Regions from separate parts of the Mus musculus genome. Here all the other regions are linked to region 3. The links are chromatin contacts, called in public HiChIP or PLAC-seq and promoter capture Hi-C maps. All regions are on one chromosome and are shown on one strand. The core of a region is the stretch at or near the end of the contact, and the rest is flanking DNA. Distances in the headings are between cores, read along the strand shown. Region 1 holds the start of Oas2 (2'-5' oligoadenylate synthetase 2). Region 2 holds the start of Dtx1 (deltex 1, E3 ubiquitin ligase). Region 3 holds the start of Rbm19 (RNA binding motif protein 19).

What was found. HiChIP or PLAC-seq counts read pairs in DNA pulled down with a chosen protein or histone mark. Capture Hi-C pulls out chosen DNA fragments and counts their contacts.
Region 1: a contact with region 3 is called in a promoter capture Hi-C map of adipose tissue. The contact joins the promoter of Oas2 here to the promoter of Rbm19 in region 3.
Region 2: a contact with region 3 is called in an H3K4me3 HiChIP or PLAC-seq map of forebrain, with 2.5 times the contacts expected there. The contact joins the promoter of Dtx1 here to the promoter of Rbm19 in region 3. A contact is called at or near these places in 1 of 39 promoter capture datasets (pre-B cells) and 2 of 115 datasets of contacts at active chromatin or transcription factors (embryonic midbrain and forebrain).

Annotation. Positions count from the first base shown.
Region 1 is chr5:120,747,446-120,751,174 of GRCm38.p6, forward strand. It overlaps Oas2 (2'-5' oligoadenylate synthetase 2), which reads right to left and starts at 2,403. Exons shown (of 11, transcript NM_145227.3): 1 at 2,014-2,403; 2 at 1,093-1,339. The coding sequence starts at 2,328.
Region 2 is chr5:120,709,101-120,713,064 of GRCm38.p6, forward strand. It overlaps Dtx1 (deltex 1, E3 ubiquitin ligase), which reads right to left and starts at 2,569. Exons shown (of 10, transcript NM_008052.3): 1 at 2,385-2,569; 2 at 955-1,875. The coding sequence starts at 1,213.
Region 3 is chr5:120,114,938-120,118,574 of GRCm38.p6, forward strand. Rbm19 (RNA binding motif protein 19) reads left to right here and starts at 1,576. Exons shown (of 24, transcript NM_028762.1): 1 at 1,576-1,712. The coding sequence starts at 1,677.

The DNA of each region.
Region 1 (3,729 bases), core at 1,153-3,652, 630 kb after region 3:
ACATTTTCCATCTGTCCACACATCCATCCACCCATCCATCCAACCCACTCATCTATCCATCCATACATCTATCTATCTATCTATCTATCTATCTATCTATCTATCTATCTATCCATCCATCCACTTTTACATCCATCCATCCATCCATCCATCCATCCATCCATCCATCCATCCATCCACACATCCATCCATCTATCCATCTATCCGTTCACTTTTACATCCATCCATCCATCCATCCATCCATCCATCCATCCATCCACCCACCCATCCACACATCCACACATCCATCAATCCATCCATCCATCCATCCATCCATCCATCCACTTTAACATACATACATACATCTACCCACACATCCATCCATCCATCCATCCATCCACAATGCTTCCATTCATTTTCCATCTGTCCACACATCATCCATCCATTCATCCTCATACATGCATACCTATCCCTACATCCATCCACCCACACAAACACACATTTAGTGGGACCCAGCCATCCACCTGTCCACTTCCTTTCTACCATTTGTCCATCTGCCCATCACTCATCCACCCTCTCACCTATCAAGGCTCCCCTTTAGAACATTGTATCCAAAGTCAATGAGATGAAAATGAAGTGCTAGACAGAGTATGCCTAGGGAAGGAGGCTCTTGTCTCTTGGGAGTTGTGGTGGCTTGGATGAGAATGGACCCCAGAGGCTCATTATCTTTGCACACTTAGTCCTCAGTTGATGGATTGTTTGGGAAGAATTAAGAGGTGTGTCCTTGGGCTGGTGAGATGGCTCAGTGGGTAAGAGCACCCGACTGCTCTTCTGAAGGTCCGGAGTTGCTCCAACACTATGCCTGTCTGTTTCCCACCATGGTGATAAGGGGCTAACCCTCGGAAACTCGAAGCCAGCCACTTAGTTAAATGCTTCTTTTTATAAGAGTTGTCTTGGTCATGGGTGTCTCCTCACAGCAACTGACCAGTGACTAAGACAGGAGTTTACAAGCTCCATTTTGGAGACAGCCTCAGCCCACGGGACCCCAGTGGCCTCCCAGGACTCCCAGAATGCTTGGACACCCCCCCCACCCCCAGTCCCCAGATCACTCACGTAGAGGATTGAAGACTGGAAGTAATTGCAGGAGTATTCTCTGCCCTGGTACAGACACTTGTACTACAAGGGCATGTTCATGCTTTACTGACTTCTTCTCATGGATTTTCAGCCACAGTTCAATGACGTCAAGGTATGCATCTTGGTATTTTATCTGATCCTGGAACTGTTGGAAGCAGTCCATGAAGAGAACAAGGGTACCATCGGAGCAGCCTCTTAGGGCTGTTTCCCGGCCATAGGAGCCACCCTGTGGGGAAATGGAGGGGCAGTTGTGAGATCTAGACTTTCTGAAGCTCCAGGTAGTGACATTTCTTAAATCAAGTGAAATCCCCCAAATGGCACTGGCATTTTAAAATCAGGTTGCCAGCACCAGTTTGTGTCCATGTTTTGCATGCTAGCTCCAAACTGGGGTCAACTCAAAACTGCGCTAAGACGAACAAATAACACAGCAGAATACTATACAGGCATGGAAAAAAAATAGATATGGTAGAGTACTATGTAGGCATGAAAAAGATACACGAACAAAAATCTCATAAATGTGGAGTCAAAGACACTCTATGGCAAAGCACAAATGCATGTAGTCAATCCCTGGTAATTTACTGAGCACTGATAACAGCCGTCCCTGTGCTAAGAACACTGCGTGCTTCACCATCACAACACTCTGAAGTGGGGTCTAGGCTGACCTCATTCTGCAGATCTGGACACTGAGGCACAGAGAGGTAAAGGACCCTTCCGGGAGTCATGCAGCCAGGTGGAAGAAGACCTGGCAGCAGCTTGGGCCCCTTCACTGTCTGTCCTCAGAGGAAAGCCTTCGAAGTGCAATCCCCTGGGCCCTGTGTGGCACAATGCTCAGCACCACCACCTTTGGGAACAGCGAACTCTCCTGGGATGCAGAGCCCTGGCCCCCACCCTGAGCCTCACCTTAGCCACTTCCTTCACAGGGATCTGACTGCGCAGCAGGTCCCAGATGGCATCCACGGCCTGGTCTATCTGCTTCAGAGATTCTCTGTTAGGTTTGAGGTTTTCCTGGATATACCCTTCTAGCTTCTGCGATGGCACCGAGGACACCGCAATCTGCTTCAGACAGTTTTCGTTGGGTGTGAGGTTTGCCTGGATAGACTTTTCTAACTTGTGCACTGGCCCGGAGGGCACCCCTGAAGACCCACCAGGTGACCAGCCAGATGAATAGCCAGATGACCTGTCAGATGACCAGTTTCCAGTCAGCCAGTTTCCCATCGTTGCTAGCTGGTCTTGTCAATTGTCGAGGCAGAGCACTGTAGCTCAAGTCCTGGGCCTTCTGCCCTGCACCCGGGTTTCTAGAAAGAGGAAATCAAGTCCAAAGCCCCACCCCTAACACAGCCAAGCCTAGGAACCTAGGAAATCGAAACTCAAGTGTGGGAGTTACTTCCCAGCAGCTGGTGTGTGTTTGCTTCCAGCTAGCTGGCCACTCCCAAGGACACCCCAGCTTAAACTTAGAGCCTCTAGAGCCTCAGGGGACACCTGCACAGAGGCCAGTGTTTGCGTCCATCAGTGTAGGACTGTCTTCTTGGTGCCTCTGTTTCCTCTACCTATAGCTAGGAGGAGCATGTCTCAAAAAAAATTGGCAGAAAGCTGGCTGGCTAAATGCTAAGCTAATTTGATTTTATTGAGGGTAGAGTCTGTCCGTTAACATAATGTCCTTCCTCCTTGTTTCCAGTGGCTGAAGCATTCGGTGACAGACAGGGCAGACAGACTGAGCTCAGAGAAGGTGCTGACTTGCTCAAAGATGCACTGCAGGACAGGTGCCTTGACAGACAGATGTAGGCTTCCTGACTTTGGGTGAACATAGGTCCCTGAAGAGTCAAGAGTAGTCCTCCCCCCCCCCACATGTTAAAAAATAAATATTTAAATATTTAAAAATTAAACACAAAAAGAAACCTCACCAATTCAACACAATTATTTTGGGTTAGTATTGAGACAGAGCCTGCTGTCTAGCCCAAACTGGCTTTGAGCTGGTAATCCCCTGCCTCAACCTCTCATAAACTGTTATGTATAGCATCTTCTTCCAAGGTAGATGGCACATTGTATGTGGCTGTCCTACGTGGCAGATGGCTTCCTGGGACCCTCACCAGGAAAGGCACAGTGACTTTGTATCACCTTGGAGTCCAGTGGAGTGACTGAAGTCACAAAAAAAATATGGGCTCTGACAAAGGATCCCTGAAAGCAGCAGACTTCTTGTAGTTCCTCTGAGTGAGGCCATAGAAGGAAAATGGCTTAGGGGACACTAGCAGCTCTCAGGGACCCTGCCTCAGCTTCCTGAGGAGTCGAATATGTGTATCACCTCACCCAACCCTCACTGTGTCCCACTGGGCCTCTGCCATATCATTCCAGAGCCACTATGGGGGCCGCTCTTGGAGACTCTGGGGGTCAGGTCAGTAAGGCCTCTCTTTCCTCTGCCCTGATGGCGGTCACCTCACTCTTCACTGTGGCTCACAGTCACCCCAATTCTGGAGCCATTTTGACAAGAGAGCCCAGAGTCTGTGTGGTGGGGACAAGAGCTGCCATTAGTTCTGAAGGAAAAAAACCATTCCCATTACTGTCTGAATAAAGCCAGTGCCCAAAGGACCAGGCCAGATGACTGCCTCCCCCCTAATTTGG
Region 2 (3,964 bases), core at 1,319-3,818, 600 kb after region 3:
CTGCCTGTCGTTGTGTCACAGAAAGCCACCCGGTGATGTGGCAGAAACTCTCCACAGAGGTGACAAATCCCCGGAAGAGGAGAGAGGGCCTGAGAGTAGGGACATCTCTAGCGTCACGGTTACGATTGTACCACAGACACACCACGGCCACCATCAACAGCTACCACCCACACCAGGGGGCCACCAAGATGGCCAGCACCCCCTAGCCTGCCCCCCCCCCCCGTCACAGGCCACTCCTAATATCAGGCTTAGCAGCACCATTTCAGACCATCAAGAATTTCTACACTCCTTGACACTTCAACGTCTCATCGTTCCTAGGCCACTGCCATTCTTTCTTCCAGCATGCCCCCCACCACCACCTTAGACATCACCAGCATTTCTCAGGAATCATCTGTACCACCCCCCACCCCTACCCCACCCCTGCAGCCAGTTTGTCCCCATGGCTCTGGACTCCCAGCTGCCTGGATTTTGATCTTGGCTCTGAGTGCAAATCAGCTGCAGAAGAGACTCAGTTTCTTTTGCCTGTAAAATGGCCCACTGGGAATTGGGGGGTGGACGGGGAAGACTTTCTGCCTGTGATTAGTAGAGAGAAACCAAACAGTCCTGTGGGTTTGGTAAGAGGGTGTGCTAAAGCACTGAGGGGCTCAGGGCTGGGGGGAAGAGGGATCCACTTAAAGAAATCTTTACATAGCTCAGAGAGACAGCAATCTACCCACTTTACAGGCAAAGAAACTGAGGCTTGGAGCTGTGTGATTTGCATATCCATCCCCCCACCCCTAACTAATATAAGACATAGGGCTGGAACCAACATGTTAATCTGGACCAGGTCACACGGTCTCTTTTCCCAGGAGCCCCAGACTCCCCTTTCAGGGATTCTGGGAGGGGGGAATTATTGCATCCCCCCCCCCCGCCCCCTGTGAGAGCTGCTGGCCCGGCCTCTGGGAGGCCACTCACCTGTGTCTTGCCGGAACTGATGCATGGATTGTAGGTCGATGATGTAGGGCACCAGCTGGGCGTCCACCTGGCCAAGGACCACAGAGCCCCGGGCATCCTCCTTAAGAACATTCTCGATGTGGTGGCACACGGTGGCCGTGTAGGGTCGCCAGCGGCTGTGCTCATTGAGCCACTCCCACACCACCACCCTGGCCACGTTCTGCGGCGGGAAGCCCAGCCCGTTCACCGGCACCATCACACCTTGGCCTGGCCGTGACATGGCCGCTGCCGCCTGCGGGGCCAGGTCCCCACTGTTGCTGGCCCAGCTCCTCCTGGGCCTGGGAGCACCGGGGAAGCTTCGTCCTCCCTCTCCAGGGCGGGCGGCGAGGAGTGTGGCCTCTTTTCCAGCTGGGCTCGTCTCCAAGGCCTAGAGGCCTGGGTTAGGGGGATGGGTGGCCATCCAGACGCTGCGAGGACCCCTTCCCGCAGAGCGCAGCTGTTGCACACAGCGGTGCGCGGTAGGCAATGTCTGTCCTAGGTGGGGGACATGATCTCAATCCCTTAGTCCCCTCAGTGCAGGTGCAGGAGTGAGGAGGCACTTGCCCCTCTAAGTCCGGCCTGTCCCTGCTTCTCTCCCGTTCCTTCTGTCCGCCACGCAGGGCCTTGTCACCCAGGAGGCCCTGGCCCCAGCCTGCTGCTCCTTGCGCGCTTGGCTCCGCTTTCCAGATCCCGTGCCTCGCTTCGGGGTGACTTGGGTCCGCCCCTCCCGACGGGGCTCCCTGCACCCCTGCACCCCTGTCCCCTCTCCTGGCCGGCCTGAGTGGTGGTAGATCTCCCAGGGAAGGGGGCGGAGCGTGGGGATCGCGGTCCGGACCTGCAGCTGGGGGACCCTGGGGAGGGGCGGGGGCCGTGGGCACGCCCCACCCCACTGGTGTTCGCGACCTGCAGGGGCGACAAGAAGGAGAAAGGGCCCTTTAAGAAGAGAGCAGCCCCCTCCCCCTCCCAGGAGCCGCGGCAGAGAACAATGGGGCGCCGGTGGGGGGGCGGCAGGGAGGCTCGGGGGTCTGTGCCCTGCAGTCCCTGGGGTACCCGGAGAACAGCGGGCATCATACCCCAGGCTGTCACCCGCAGTGGCCCGTGTTCGGTTGGAGCGCGTCCCCCGCCCCGGGCCGCGCGCTACCGGGGGCTGCGGTGTGGGATGCAGGGACGCGGGATGTGGAGATGCAGAATTCCGGGATGCGGAATGAAGGATGTGGGATGCAGGGATTCGAGTTCAAGATGCGGGATGTTGAGATGGATGGAGGGTGCCGGATGGAGCCGCGACCGAGGTTTCCTCAGGGGTGGCGTCCCCGGGGGCAAAAGAGCTGCAGGTCGTTATGTCCCCGCCCGGTGGCATCTGCCCGTGGGCCCGCCAGAGCCAGGGATTTGGGGTCCCTGCGCTACACGCTCACCGTGATCTCCCCGCGCTGGCTCTTTTCACCCCCCGCTGACTCTTTCTCCGCTGGCTCCCGGGAGGGAGGGAAGGAGGGCACCGCTTTGCCCCAGCCCGGACCTCGCCCGCCGCCGGATAGACAGACAGACAGGAGGACGCAGTAGTCCTGGCGCGCGGACGCGTCGGACGCGTCGCTGGGATCCCGCGGGTGGAGGCGGCCTCGGGGCGGGGCGGGTAGAGGAAGGGGAGGAGACCGATCCGCCCAGCCGCTGTGACACGCGAGTCACCGAGTCCCCGGCTGGGCCCACGAGGCATCAGATCCGTTCTGTGTTTAGGGGTTCTGGTTCCAATCTATCATCTTTGCATTTAGCATCTATGCTAGGGCCTGGTACACAACAGGCGCTCAATAAGTACTTGAATGAATGAATCTGATTTAGAGACAGTCTAAAGACTGCTCATAAGGCCACTGGCCAACTACAGGGTGATCTCTTGGAGCAGCAGTTTAAGCGTTCATGGGCACTGTGATAGGCCCTCTGGCAAGCTGAACACAGCATCTGCAGACACAGGTATGGACTGAGAGAGGAGACATCCAGGACCTGCCCTGTTTAGATTGGGAAAGATGAGGCTGTGTGGGACTGCGATCCAGGCAGCTGAGCAGGGTTAAGGGACCTCTTTGGGAGCCAGACCAGAGTGGCCCTTGCTCCTCCTCTGTTGGGATCTGGGGGGATTGGGGGAGGGCAGGGGGAAGGGAGAGCAAGGGTGAAGGGCAGGCTACACTAGGCTCACTCCCAGAACCAAAACTGGATTAGCTGGAGTCTTTACCCTGCCCAGGACACCTGCGTTTTTGTTGTTGTTTTGTTTGTTTGTTTTTAGAAGAAAGCCATTCACAGCTACATCTAGTCACTGCTTAATGACCACCTTGCAATCGGTGGGAACCTGAGGTCCTCAGGGTAAGGAAGTCATCAACTCAAAGTTGCACAGGGATTTAGTAGCAAACACAAAAGAAGAATCCAGCCAACTCCTCCCAGCAGCCTCTCTTGATTCATCGGTCTTCCCTCCTCCTCCTCCTCCTCCTCCTCCTCCTCCTCCTCCTCTGTGACACCCCATATCACGCCATCAACTACTTTAACCACTTACACAAAACTGATTCCTGCTCAAAAGGCCCCTAAGGGCTTCCACCACGGTTCACCTCTGTGGCCCAAGATCATCACAAATGATGGCTTCTGCTTATTGAGTGTCCATTCCATTCAGCCCCTGGAGGTAAGACTGTGTCCTCATGTTATGGGCAGGAAGCAAAATCTCTGGAAGCTCAGAGAGGTTACTCAGTTTGTCCGACTTCCCACAAGAGTGAGTAGGGCTGGGAGTTGACGCCTCAACGCCTTTGCACTTTCCATGGCAACAGGCCGCCATGATGCGTGTTGAATGACTAATGGATGTAATCTGGCTGATCTAGCACAGTGAGGCCTTTCACCAAGGAGGGCTGAGAAGGACTACACGCAGTTAACAGCCACCTGTGGCTGCAGGCCCAGAAGGGGCGGGATCTCAGGATCCCATTCCTAGGAGCATGCATTGGTCACTCTGTCCCTGTCACACAGAACA
Region 3 (3,637 bases), core at 326-2,825:
CTAGGACTGTGCCGGCGAGGAATGAAGACACATGTCCACGTAGAGACAGGCACGAACACAGACGTTCTCAGCAATGTTACTATCAATAGCCATGGGGTACATCCACCCAGATGCCTTAGACAGATGGTTGGATACACAAACATACTGGAGTCCGACATTTGACACTTGTGTGTGTGTGTGTGTGTGGGGAGGGGTAACGAGTGAAGGATGATTCATGCAGAGACATGGATTAACCTTGAAAACAATATGTGAAGAGAAAAATCAGCCAAGAAAGTAACACATCCATAGAGATGCCAGATAGATTCTAGGTTCCTAGAAGGCGGGAAGTTGGTGACTGGTCTTTTGCTTGTATATAATGGTTTCTGACTGTGTGGGGTGTTTCTTGTGGTCTCTCTTTCATTCTCTTCTTCTCCTTCTCCTTCATTTTTGTTTGTTTTGTTTGCCTGTTTTCTTTCTAAAGAGAACAAAAGGACTGGGGGCTGGGTTGGTGGGGAGGCAGGAAGGAGCTGGTGGGACGGGGAAGCCATGATCAAAATATATTATCTGGGGGCTGGTGAGATGGCTCAGTGGGTATGAGCACCCGACTGCTCTTCCGAAGGTCCAGAGTTCAAATCCTAGCAACCACATGGTGGCTCACAACCATCCGTAACAAGATCTGACTCCCTCTTCTGGTGTGTCTGAAGACAGCTACAGTGTACTTACATATAATAATAAATAAATCTTTAAAAATATCTATATAAATTATCTGAAAAAAATGGTTTAGCCTTGGCTGTCCTGGAACTAGCTCTGTAGACCAGACTGGCCTTAACTCAGAGATCTGCCTGCCTCTGTCTCCTGAGCGCTGGGATTAAAGGCGAGCGCCATCACTGCCTAGCTGCATTTTTTTTTTTCAATAAAAAATGTTCTAAGATTGGTTCTCTCCTCCCACTACGAAGAACCAAGGTTGGGGGGTTGGGGGGAGGGAAATCTCAGGCTGTCAGGCTTGCCCACAAGTGCCTTTATCTGACGAGCCATCTTGCCAACTGGAGTTGTCCACTTTAAGTGGGCAAATTGTGTGGCACCTGGACTGTATCTCAATAAAGCTGCCAACAGTAACAAGAAAGGATATGGGGAGATGGAGCAAAATGTCTTTTAGAAGAAGAAAATCTATTTGAGCAGTGGTGGCGCACACCTTTAATCTCAGCACTTGGGAGGCAGAGGCGGGAGGGTTTCTGAGTTCAACGCCTTTACACAATAAATAAACCTTTATAATTTTATTTTTGTAACGGGGGTTCTCTGTGCAGCCCTAGCTATCCTGGAACTCGGAGATCCGCTTGCCTTTACCTTTAAAACAATTTTTTTTTTCTAGGCTCTCTGCTCTTTCCCAGAAGCCTGTCATCCCGAGGGGGTTGGACATCAGCGCCTCCTGCCTTCCTTGCGGGGATTTAGAGGCCCCAAGACCTGGCGGAGAAAACGCGAGCGCTCGGGCCTTTCCCCCGTCCCCGCCAACCCCGCCTTGTGGGTGGGACTTTCCCCGGAGAGAGTCTCCCGTGAGGCCACACCCACTTCCGGATGGAACGCGGCGGGGGCCACGTGACTCGCTAAAAATGGCGGCGCCCAGTGTGGCGGCGTGAAAGTTGTGGGAAGTCGCTGTCGCCGGGGTCGTGAGTCTGAAAAGCGAAGGGAACCTGAGAGCCATGTCGCGTCTGATCGTGAAGAACCTCCCGAATGGGGTGAGCGGGAGCCGGGGATGGGGCCCGGAAGTGGAAGCAGAGGTCCGGGAATGGAGGGTGAAGGATGGAGGGGTTCTAAGTCAGGGACAGGACTGGGGAGGTCCGGAATCCAAGGAGGCGGCACCCTGTCCTGAGGGCTCAGCAAGCCGCAAAGTGGCTTCCGAGCATTCTGAGGATCCTTCCATGTTGTGCTGGGCAGTTTGGGTCAGTTTGACCCAGACCGGAGTCACTTACGGAGAGGGAACTTCATTGGATGTTATTGCGTCCATATGCCTGTGGACCAGCCTGTGGTGCTCTGAGGAGTGATGGGTGTGGGAGGTTCCAGCCCCCTGTGGGTGCTGTCACGCCTCGGCAAGTGTCCCTGGGCTGTGTACAGATGTTGGCGGGGCAAGTAAGTCTGCGTCGGTTCTTGCCTCGACTTCCCTGGATGGCGGACTGTGATGGAGACCCATAAGCCAAATCAATGGTCTTCCTCCCCAAATTGCTTTGGTTTTTTTGTTTGTTTTTAAAAGATTTATTTTTTTATTATGTGTAAGTACACTGTAGCTGTCTTCAGACACACCAGAAGAGGGCGTCAGATCCCATTACAGATGGTTGTGAGCCACCATGTGGTTGCTGGGATTTGAAGTCAAGACCTTTGGAAGAGCAGTCAGTGCTCTTAACTGCTGAGCCATCTCTCCAGCCCACGCCCCCCAAATTGCTTTGTATCCTTGATGTGTGTCACAACAGGGAACAGACTAGAGAATGCTTACTGGTTCACCATCACAGAGCAAGATTAGACTTCAAAGCCAAGTGTGGTGGTGCATACACCTGTTGTCAGCTTTCCATAGGCAGAGGGTGGCGAGTTCAAGGCCAGCCTGGGTTACATAGCAAGATGATGTGGCTAAAAATAAATAAATTAATTAAATTTGTTTTGTTGTTGTTGGGACCATGTGCCCCCCAGAACAGCAGTCCTCAACCTTCCAAATGCTGTGCCCCCCTTTAATACAGTTCCTCCTGTTGTGACCCCCTAGTCATGAAGTTATTTTGTTGCTACTGCATAACTGTAATTTTCTCATTATGAATATAACGTAAATATCTGGTATGTGGGATATCATATGCATCCCCCCCAAAAGGGAGACCCAAGATGATCTCCCCTATTTGGGATTTTGTTTGTTGTTTTGGGGGATGCTTTTTTAAAAAAACAGACTCTTAAATCTGTAGCCCTGGCTGACCTTGAACACCTGCTTCTGCCTCCCCACCATACCTAGCCTCATCTCAGGGTTTCTGTCCTTTTCTGACACGGGATCTCATTTAGTAGCCCTGGCTGTCCTGGAACTTAACATTTATGTAGACCAGGCTGGCCCCAAACTAAAGAAATCTGCCTGCCTCTGCCTCCAGAGTGCTAGGATTAAAGGTGTGCTTGACCACGCCTGGCCTTATCACCAGGTTTTAAAACACACCTGAAAAAATATCTCTTTTGAAATATCTGGGTGCAATGGGACACCCCTGCTGGGGCTGGGAAGTGAGGCAGGCAGATCTCTAGTTTGAGGCCCAATGGGGCTGCACTCCCCATTGTAATTGTTCTACAGTGCAACCCCAGGTGCTGGGGACCAGGGTGTGGGCATCTTTAATGGGCTCCATTATTCGCTGGCTCCCAAGGTAAGCAAACGTTTACACAGCTTCCCTTGTCTTTGTTTATTTGGACAAGCCTCTGTTGGGTATCTTGTTTGTTGTGGCAGCCTCAGGATGGAAGTTGTAATTGATGTCTTCCTCAACGGGGACAGGGCAAGAAAGAGAAGAGACCAATTGAGGTGCCTTGAAGTTCCATTTCCTTATTAAAGAACTGAATGGCCTGCTCAGGGGTGCTCAGCGGGTGTCAGGCTCTGAGCCAGGACCTGGCCACCCTTAAAAAAGTCAAGGTCTGTCACCTGCTCATCTCAGGA